Linked DNA regions of Capsicum annuum: region 1 is linked to region 2. A link is a contact called in public Hi-C data. All regions are on one chromosome and are shown on one strand. The core of a region is the stretch at or near the end of the contact, and the rest is flanking DNA. Distances in the headings are between cores, read along the strand shown.

Evidence for each region. Hi-C and Micro-C count contacts between places; a contact is called where the count stands out from the background.
Region 1: a Hi-C map of leaf shows a contact between it and region 2, with 1.5 times the contacts expected there. The contact joins two enhancer-like sites. A contact is called at or near these places in 2 of 5 Hi-C or Micro-C datasets (leaf and placenta).

What each region holds. Positions count from the first base shown.
Region 1 is chr11:12,219,138-12,224,388 of UCD10Xv1.1, reverse strand. No RefSeq gene overlaps it. Among protein-coding and RNA genes, the nearest start is that of LOC107847271, 14 kb to the left of the region's middle. Within about 2 kb of position 1,833, at least 2 of the 5 cell types and tissues checked have an H3K27ac peak or open chromatin away from gene starts, as enhancers often do. A contact at or near this core is called in leaf, where this site is marked.
Region 2 is chr11:12,152,103-12,157,845 of UCD10Xv1.1, reverse strand. No RefSeq gene overlaps it. Among protein-coding and RNA genes, the nearest start is that of LOC107847043, 37 kb to the right of the region's middle. Within about 2 kb of position 4,460, at least 4 of the 5 cell types and tissues checked have an H3K27ac peak or open chromatin away from gene starts, as enhancers often do. A contact at or near this core is called in leaf, where this site is marked.

The sequences.
Region 1 (5,251 bases), core at 584-3,083, 69 kb before region 2:
TACTTTTTTTTAATTGTTTAGAAATAATAATTAAATATAATTATATAAAAATGATATAATTGTTATATAGAACATGTATGAATGTATCTATATAAGATATATGTATCAAATATGTATATGTATAAAATATATATATAAAAAGTGTATAAAAATTATATAATTATTATATAAAATGTGTGAAAAAATACAAATATTGTATAAATTGTAAAAATTATACAATTTTTGTATGGAATATTATATGTATAAAATATGTATAAAAACTTTATAGATTGTGTGTAGAAAGGTATAGAACATACCAACAAATTGAAATGGCTAGAAAGTGGAATTTAAATTCCATGGTCATTTTTATGGAAATTGTTTAATTTGAAGTGTCGTTTCTGTCCTTTCACCTATAGTTTTTCTCTACCACTTTTACTCTCTCTCTCTCTTCTTTTTAAAATTATTATGAAACTGAACCAATATTTTTTATGAGTAATTAATTCTAATTTTTATTTTCGTAATTTAAAACAAAAAATACTTGAGATATATGAAAATTATTAAACTACACTAGACATGTTGTAGGTGAAAATTACAAGAGTTGAAAACTGAATAACTGTAATCGAAGATAGATAAAATTTATGGGTAATCACCTAACATTGAGTCTATCACATAAAAAATTGATTTCAATTGTTTTTAACATAAAAGTCATTTAATATTCAAAATTACTGTACAATTTTTTTTTTTATTTTGTGACATAAAAGTATCCTAACTTTAAAATTTAGTACATAAAAATATTTTATTTATTTTTTTCAAAAGATGTTTATAAAATTTACCATGCAAATACATATATTAGTGCGAAAAATAGTCAGATCATATTTTCTTCAATATTAATAATATTAAATTAAAATTATTATAAAAATATCAAATTAAGGAAGGTAAGTATAATGTTGTGTGCCCTCAATAAGTTATGTGTTATGAAGTAAAACATTAGAAATGTTTCTAACAACATCCCGAATGTAATTAATTTTTTTTGGACCATTGACATATTTTTGATATGATATATCAAAATTCAGATGAAATTTACTTTTTAGTTAATTTGATCAAAGTTGAACGAATTTTAAGTGACAAAGAATTAAGAAAAAATTTCTTTTATGTTACAAATTTTTTATCTTGAATGGTGTTTAAGTAAAACAAATTAAAATAATAATAATAGTAAAAATTGAACAATAAATTTTATAATTAATGAAGTTTACATAATAATTTAAAAAATTCTAGAGTAAATACATAAAGACCTCCCTGATCTTGTCCAAGTTTTGCAAAAAGACACTTAAATTTTAACTTCGATCTATTACCCCACGATTCTTCTTTATTTCGTTGCAAATACACCATTTAAATTTTCTGCGTGTGAAAAGGCTCAAAATTGACTTTATTGACCAATTAAAAGCTGCCACGTGTAAATAATTTGATATATAATTATCTTTTTTTTTACATCAATATTTATTTAATTTTTAAAATTATCTCATACCCCCTATCCCCCCCCCCCCCCCGCCAATACCCCCACCCCACCATTGTCTTCTTCCCCATTTGATAGTTTCTTCTTTATCACCATAACTCAACAACAACATCAATTACAACAACAAAAACAACATCATCATCACCATAACTCTCTCTCCTCAATTCTCTCAATCATCACCATAACTCTACTCATCTTTTACCATCAACATGTTTACTTTCTTCAATTTCAAGTTCTTATTTTCAATTTTTTTTTTTACATTTTGAATAATTTTATAAAACCCAATATATTTCAAGATGATTAGGAGTATTTTTTTTATTTACATTTCAATAAGATATTTATGGGTTTTAGAAAATTCACTAATTCATTTACAAAAAATTTAAATTTTGATATTATTTTTCTCAAAATCTTCATTGCTTTAGAATATCAAAGTTTATTTAGATAAAAGGATGATTAATTTCATTTTAATAACTTAATCAAAGTTGAGAAAGTGCTAAAAAAAATTGTAAGAAAATGGTTCTAATTGTTGTGTAATGGTAGAAGGGAATGGAGATGTTTTGTGGAGAAGAAGGACACGTGGAGTAAAATTATTGGTGCAAAGGAAAAAAGAAAGTCAAAAAGTAAGAGAGAGAAAAAAGAAAGAAGAAAAAAATATAAAGAAAATAATTAAAAATAAAAAATATGTATTTTTTTATTAAGTAGACGTGTCAAATTTTAATTGGTGCGTATAAAACACCTACTTTTTGAAACTGGGTTTCGTCCAAAAATGGTATAATAATATCGATTTAAAATTGTTTAGGGAGATATTAGGATACTCATAAAGTTTAAGTGTCTTTTTAAAAAAACGGTCCAACATTAAAAAAGTATTTATGTATTTTCTCAAAATTCTATTATAAATTCAATATTCACACCATGAACTGGTTTCTTTTAAATTTAATACTCACGCCATAATTAATGTGATGCCATTGAATATTCACACCATGAACTGATTTTTTTTTTTTGGACTTTCTTACCCCTCCCTTTCCAAATTAATTATATAGTTAATAGGTGTCAATCTTAGTTAACGATATTCCAGGAGAGTCATGCAATGTTGTAACTTGTGGTCTATTTCGATCTAATAATTTGTGAATCATTACTTATATTTATTATTAATATGACCATTAAATGAGTATTTTTTTATTAAATATCACACTTAAATATTTTTTTTACGTATAAAACATTTAAACTATAATAGTCAAAATTCAAAACACTTTAGCTATAATAAACATTGATACATTAAAAGGTTATTAAAATCATATAATTCACAAGCATCGACCGTAGTTAACATCCATCTATGCGAGTTACACATTAATGTTGTAATTTTATGTCCGTATGTTACGCCGGTGTAATAACTTGCGAATCACTACTTATATTTGTTATTAGTATGACCTCTAATTAAGTAATTTTATTGATTATTATGTAAAAATAAATTTATTCTATAATCTTAGATAATTTGCTATATAATTTGAGAATATTTCAACAGTCAAAATTCAAAATACTTTAGAATAATAGATATCGACACATTATAAAAATCATAGAATTCACATAGTCCACAAGTGTCGGCCTAATAATTAACAACAACGCAAGAGAGTTACATATTAATGCTATAATCTTGCGCGCTTAATGTTATGCCGATTTGATAACTTGAAAATCATTACTTATATTTCTCTTCTATTAGTTATTATGTTTAAATAAATTCAAATTACATAATTAAATAATTTTTAATATATTGACGTTAGTCAAAACTCAAAATGCTTTGATATGATAGATATTGACGCGTGATAGAAATCATAAACTTTACCAAATTGTGTATTAGACTAAGTAATTAGAATAATTTTTAATTAGAAAAAATATTTATTTATACTATTACCAAACTTAAAGTTTAATTGCCTCCTTCAACACTATATTAAATGAAGAATAATGCTTAAAAATATAGATCCTAATTTTGTATCATACTTTATTTTACATACATTAAAAACGACGTTATTTAAAATAGTATACAAAATAAAATATGTCTATTTTTGAATATTTACTGATAATTAGATACTCAGTGATTTTATTTTTTTTAAAACATCCTCTTAACTAGTATTGTCGAAAAAACTGAAATTTTTTAGCCGTAGTTAAAATGGTGATATAACATTCTTGTTTGGAACTACATAATATAAAAAAATTTAATTTGGTTTTCTAGGTATAGTTATAAACGCCCCATTATCGGTTAATTTTTTATTTAAAATATCTAATCTCAAAAATTACATTGTATTTTTTCTTGTAAAACATTTATTGTATATACAGTACACTAATCATTGATAAACTGGACATGATTTTATTTACTCAATTATTTTAAAAAATATATATAATTATAAACTTTCGAATCCATGCTTAATTACTATTCTAATTTGTATTGCTAAGTAATTAAGTAAAATTTTAAGCAACTAAAATATTCTTTTATAGTTATATTAACGTGAAGTTCAATTGTCTCCTTCAATATGAAAGTTATTTTAAGCGAAAAAATAATTTTTTTAGAGGTACTCATTCGTATGTTCTTAACATAATTGGGTGGAGAGTTTATGTATACATTCAGAATATAATTTGTATAGGCCTATTAGATAGTAATGAAAAATAATATTAATTTGTATAAATTAAGTTACAAAAGTGTTTTTTACTAAAGAGCATAAACTTTTTTTTAATCAACTAAACTATAATTTTTAAAAACTAAATTGTGTAAAAAAAAAATTAAACGAGGACTGCCAAAGATTTTTCATTCGTCTCAATATAAAATATAAAAGAGATACATCAAAAGATTTTTTATTTTTCTTAATTGCCAAAGAATTTTTACTTTCGTAATTCAAGGAGTTTGGGAATAGGAAAGGTTAGTTTAACTTGGAGGGAAAAGTTTTGAGAAAACAACGCAAAATTTAATGTAAGGATATTATGGACTTTTTATATTTATGATCAAATTTGTCAAAATTATTATGGCCATTTAGCAGTGCACTTGTACTGTACTGTAGTGTTCTAGGGCTGGGCATGGTATGGTATATATCGAATACCGTATCGAAATCGAAATTTTTTATAATGCGGTGTGGATGTTATGATATATGGTATGCTATTTGGTAGGAGTTTCAAATGATTTTGGTATTTGATATGATATTTGGTATTTATACAATAAATACTGAAATACTGTATACCGCATCAAAGTTTTTTAGTAATATATAAAATTCATATAATATTATATTTAAGATTATTAAATATATTTATATATCATCCATTAGCCAATTGAACGTAAAAACATCTTTTATTCAGAAATATAATTTTTGAGAAACTTATTATTTAGAAGTACTATGATTAAGTTTATGTAATGTTGTTCATAGTTTGCATCTTGGACTACTCAATAGCGATTGAAATGTTCTTTTTGTGTAATTGATCAACAAATATAGTTGTTAATTTTATATGATTGATACGTTTTTAAAGTTTAAAGTTGTAGTTTTTTATATGAATATATGTAAGTCGAAATCAAATAAAGTACGGTTATCGAATTATGTTATTGGAAAATACCAAAACCGAATTTAAAAATACCGAAGCATACCAAAAAAATTTGGTATGGTAATGGTATTGTTCTTTTAAATACCAAAAATCGAAATTATCATATCAAAGTTTAAAATACGTTACTGTACCATACCATGCCCACCCTATACTGTTGAATTCATCACATTAATTCCCACA
Region 2 (5,743 bases), core at 3,211-5,710:
ATAAAAAGAAGTCTTCATGATATGATACATAACACCATTGGTGGCTGCACTTGCCCAAATCTAATGTTCCTAACGTAGGTCGGAATATGGATTTAACCAAGGGTACTTGGTCAAGATTTCTTAATCCTTGTGTTCATATGTCAACAGCGGATAGAAGCAAAACTCAGCATTTGGCAGACAACATAACATATATTACTCTCCATCACATTTATAAAAAGTAATATTATGACTTTACATCACATTTACATCCAGTTCGTGTTGCATCCAGTTTGATGTAAATGTTATTCGTGTTACATCCAATTCTCCCCTTCTTGGAGCTGGATCAAACTACAATAACATAGGTTTTAAGATGTTTCATTAATTGAGTCACACGTATCAACGTGTAACAACAGACCAAATAAAATTGATTTTTTCTGGTGTAAAACTATGTATTCAGAGGTGTCAAACTACCAAACAAAATTGAATTTTTCTGAAAACGTTGGTTGGAAATCACCACTATTATCACCAAATAGGATCACTACAAGCATGTCCAACTTTAATATGGTAATACCGAATTCCGTACCGAACCAAAATTTAATTTACCAATTACCGAATTACCAAACTGAAGTTTAATGGTATGGTATTGTTAGGTGACATACAATATTCATATAATATTGAAGAGAAGAAGGAGAAGAGAAGTTATTTTGATTTGGGGAATTTTCTTTGTGTATCTCCTCAAATGTGCAATCTACAATACATATATAGACAATTACAACCGACTTCACTAATTGATGTGCCAGCTGTACTCCAGCTAAACTAATTGCTAAGACACTGTGCTAATTAACTAACTGAGCACAATTAGTAACTACTAATCAGCTAATCAATATGGCTAATTACATGACTGTCATGTGTTTATCACATGACTCAATAGTCTGCATAACTAATACCAGCATATCTAATACAAATATTATTAATGCAAGCATTATCAATACACTCTATTCAACATTATTCTTGTACACTCTACCAAACGATCCCTACATATAACTGGGTAGGAAGATGAAAAGTAAATATAATGTAATTAATGATGAAGAATTTGTAATTAATGCTTAAATAGTACACCCTTCAAATCTAAATAATTCCTCTATTTTGTGTTAGTTGACTTCTATGGACTTGACACATCTATTAAGAAAATCAACAAATTGAATTGCATTTTATGTATTTATTCTTGTATGTCTTTTAAATGCAATGATTAGACATTGAATACACATTCTTTATTCCATGCATTACGTATAGAACATTGAGTATTTACAATTGAAACTAGTAACAATTATTTAATTTTGGTTTTGGGGATTCAGATCATTTATGCACCATTCAATAATTTTGAAAACAGTAAATATATTTGGTGTTTCTATCAAGGTCAAAATGAGAAACATATGTATAAAACATTTTTAATTTTAGAACTTAGATAACTAAATTAAAACATATACTTATAAAAAGAAGATCAACTAATACGAAACGGAGAGAGTATTTAGATGTGGAAAAAATGCAAGTACATGTTTGAATGTATTTTTTGTGGAGTAATCCTTCCACACTTGCAAGTAAGTAGTGACCATTGATATCACCTAAATAGTAATTAGATCACATTAATTCCCACATCTTTTTATGCTTCAATTTTCCAATCGACAACTAGGGAAGCTCAATGGACAGCCAACAACATTAAGTATATGCTCTCTGATTATGCAAGCATTTTATTAGTACTATTAGTAGCTAGTACTATATATAATAGGGGCTAAAGTTAACTATCCTCATTATACATTATCTGAAAAAACTTACTATAATGTGCTCCTCTGATGAGAACAGTGCAAATAACACTTCCTTCTTAGGAAAGATTATGGAATATCTGGTTCGTATTAAGAATTTTGTGGTAGAAGGGATATGGACAATTAAGACTTGTTGTGTCCAAGCGTTGCAAGGGCTTAAGAACTGTTTTGTGCAAATGCTATCGACGCTGAAGAGTTGTGTTGTTCAATCATTACAGTGGCTTAAGAATTTTGCTTGTGAATTGTGGGACAAAGTAAAAGAATTTCTTTTGTGTGGCCTGGGAAATGATGGTGGCAATGGAAGTGATTTTGGTGGCAAGCAAAATGAATATGGTTTGTTGGATGAGGTGCGTTGTGTAGATGTTATAAGCCAAATGTTCGTGGATGAGTTAAAAAAGTTGGTGTTTCTGCTGGATGGTGTGATTGAGGCCTAGTTTATAAATATGATGAAAGATATTTAGGGAGGAAAAAGATGAGGGATGAGTAACCATTTCAGTTTTTTGTGTTAGGTTTTGTTACCTTTTTATGTCTAAAGGGTTAGCAGGCTCTAGTTGTTTATGTTATGCTTTGTGTTCAATTTATGGTCTTAAACCGTAACGTTTGTGCTGATCAATCGTCGAGCAAATTAAAAGGAAAATATAGTAACTGTGTTATTTGAGTCAATCTTATGTGTTCCTTTTTGAATTCTCCTCACGCTTTTCCATCACATTTTTCTCTTCAAAAACACTCGTCCCTTGGATTTTTATCCTTGTTCCTTTTATTTTGAACATTGAGATGGTTCATGCATAACATTCTTTTCTACACTATTTAGGCGACACATGCTACGGAGTTGTAGACTTGAGACATAGCACCAAAGAATTTTCTTTGACTTGTTTTGCTAGTTTGTTATTGTATGTTCAATATATAGTCTTAAGCATGTTGCTTTACTATAGTTCCAAACATGATTGGCAACAAAGTACTTGCAATGTTTTTTTTGTTTGTTTAAAAGGATCGGAAAAATTAGGTCATGTAGGTATAGGCATACTTATATGGCGTAATTAATGTTTAAAATAATAATTTGTAGTTTAAGTTTAGGTGAAATTGCTAAGTCTGCACTTTTGTAGTTCATAATATTTTAGTGAATTTCAGGGTTTGAATATATTTCCTATCTAAAGTATTTGTATATTTAAGCTAATTTCGGAGATTATATACCGTATTAAACCTAGTTGTTGCTATGTTTTGTAGTTACACAAACATTTTATAGTGTGTACAAGAAAAACTACTTCTATCTACTTCCAAAATAACTTAACATTTTCCAAAGAAGAGTTGTGGTATCTGCATATTGATGGACATTGAATTAATCAACGACTACACAAATCGCTGTCAACAAAGAAAATACAAGAGATGTGTTGTATTCCATGTTAATGTTACAACTCGGAACCAAAATAAGTCTAGTCATAAATAAAATGATCAAAATAAGTCATCTATTTAATAAGTTATCAAAATAGTTTAAACGTAATAAATTATTATGTTTTTTACTTTTTTTTAATGGTCAATTAACGGGGTTGACTTTTTATGAAATATAATAAATTATTACGTTTAATTATTTTTTTGGTAAAACATAATAATTTTTTACGTTTTATAAAAAAAATATATATAAAACATAATAAATTCTTACGATTTACATTAAAATTGAAATAAAAAAGTCGATTTGTCATATCAACACTAAAATAAACCCCACCCCCCCCCACCCCCTTTCTTTTCTCTTTTTTCTTTTCTCCCCCCCCCCCCCCCCTCACATTTTAGTACGAATAATTCATTTTTTCCTTTGTAATAATTTTTTGCGTTTTATACAAAAAATTGAAAAATAAAAAAGAGAGAAGTATTAGTTGCCTCATGAACTTGGCACTAACCTTATATTTATTCTATATCAAAATATAACCACTTCTACCCTTAATTATTTGATTTTTCTCTAAAATAATTATACTTTTGAGTTTTCCTCTACTCTAAAATAGTGAAATGTTGAATTTTCGTCGATCAAATATGTTATTATCTAAAAGAATTATATTTTTTATGTGTTAAAAATATGAAATTATTATTTCTGATTAGTGTTTCGATTAAAATTTTAAGGAGACTCATATGCACAAATAAGTTTCTTATTATAATTAATGGAATAAGAAATCACAATTTAATTTAGGAATATACAAAAATTGAACCGATAAAATGTTACAAGTATTAATTTATCGTTATTGGGTTAATGGAGGTTGTCCGATATTTAATTGGGTTAATAGAAAAAAAAAAAAAAGTCAAAACACATGACAAGTTGTCCGATGAATTAATGACACATGACTTTTAATCAAATAATTATATTATACTATACTATACAATATTATATCATACTGTACCGTATATTATGAAATCATGACAAACCATCCTCCAATCAGAGTTTAAGTGACCTTTTCCTGCTTTAATGATTTCTGCTTCTCACCCTTTCCTCAGGGGCGGATAGCTTTCCAAGCTCTTTTCACTAGAGAAGTGTTCCCTCAAAGTTTTTCTCCTTCACTTGAACTGAAAAATAAGGGTAAGATCATTCTTAAAAAATTAAAGCAAAAGTCAGACGAGAAAATTCAATGTGAATCGTAGTTAGACCTTAATGATCGCAGTTCAAAGAAATCTTAAATGGTTAGGACAGGGAGGAGGGAGAGGACCAGCAAGAACAGGGTGCATTGGGTGTATATTTGTTTATGGGTCAGGTCGGGTTAGTCTAGGGTTGGTGTTTTTTAAAAAAAAAATTGGGTCATTTTAATTGATTTGGATTTTTCGTCTATTTTAGGGGTATGAATGACAAATTTATTAACAACAACAATATATATGATCAAAAAATTTAGCGGAGCGTAAAACTAACCAATTTTTAAAAGTTAAGGGATATATTTGACCTTTTTTCCTTTTTTGTTTTGTTATTCACAAAATTTCGTCAAGCAATTTAATGGACCACACGGACATTCTTGCTTAATATACTTTCTCAGTGGCGAAGTACTTTTTTTTTTTTGGTTCTAATTTATATGATTCCTTTTTTTTAATTGATTTAAAAAAGAAGGATAAATTTTTACTTTTAGTAGTATTTTAGCTTTAAAATGTTTATTTTACTCCTAATTAATTATTCCCTCTATTTTATTTTACTTGTTTTAAATTTTCTAATTTAATTTCTCATTTTACTCATCATTTTTCACAAATCAAGAAGAGATAATTTTTTTTCTCCATGAAGCCCTTTGCATTAATTGTTTTTTCTTAAATTAAAATATAAACATCATTTAAAAGGGATACTATGATAAATTAATCATGCTATTAATTATTATTTTTAATCAATTTGTCAAGCTAAATTCAGACAAATAAAATGAAATGAAGAAAATAATTTATAGCCACCCAAATACATTTATTTTAGATCACAAATTTTCAAAAAAGAAAAATTCTTTCTTAAATTGCTTACTGAATTAACCTACCTCGCATTAAATGAGACAGATGAAGTAATAGTCCACCAAGTAGGGCAACAAGGACAATAAATTAGAATTCACAACACATATACCGGCACATATACATATGCTTGGGAAAGAAGAAAAGTAATATAATGTCATTTAATACTTATTTCATTTGTTTTTACTATTTTGAGTTGTCATATTTATTAAAAAAATAATTATTGATATGATTATTGCTATAACACTCTTATTAAATGATGTATGTCTTGAAATTAATTTGGAATAAAAATAATTAATGTTAAGTATATAATAGGAAAAGGAAATTATTTTTTTCTTGATTTGTCAAAAATAACAAGTAAAAATAAAAAATTAAATTAAAAAATAGTGACAAGTAAAAAAAAATGAAGAATGTACTAAAGAATTAATAATTAATATTTTTTTAATAAACAATAATTAATGTGTTAACAGTACTACTTTTTTTTTTTTCTAAAT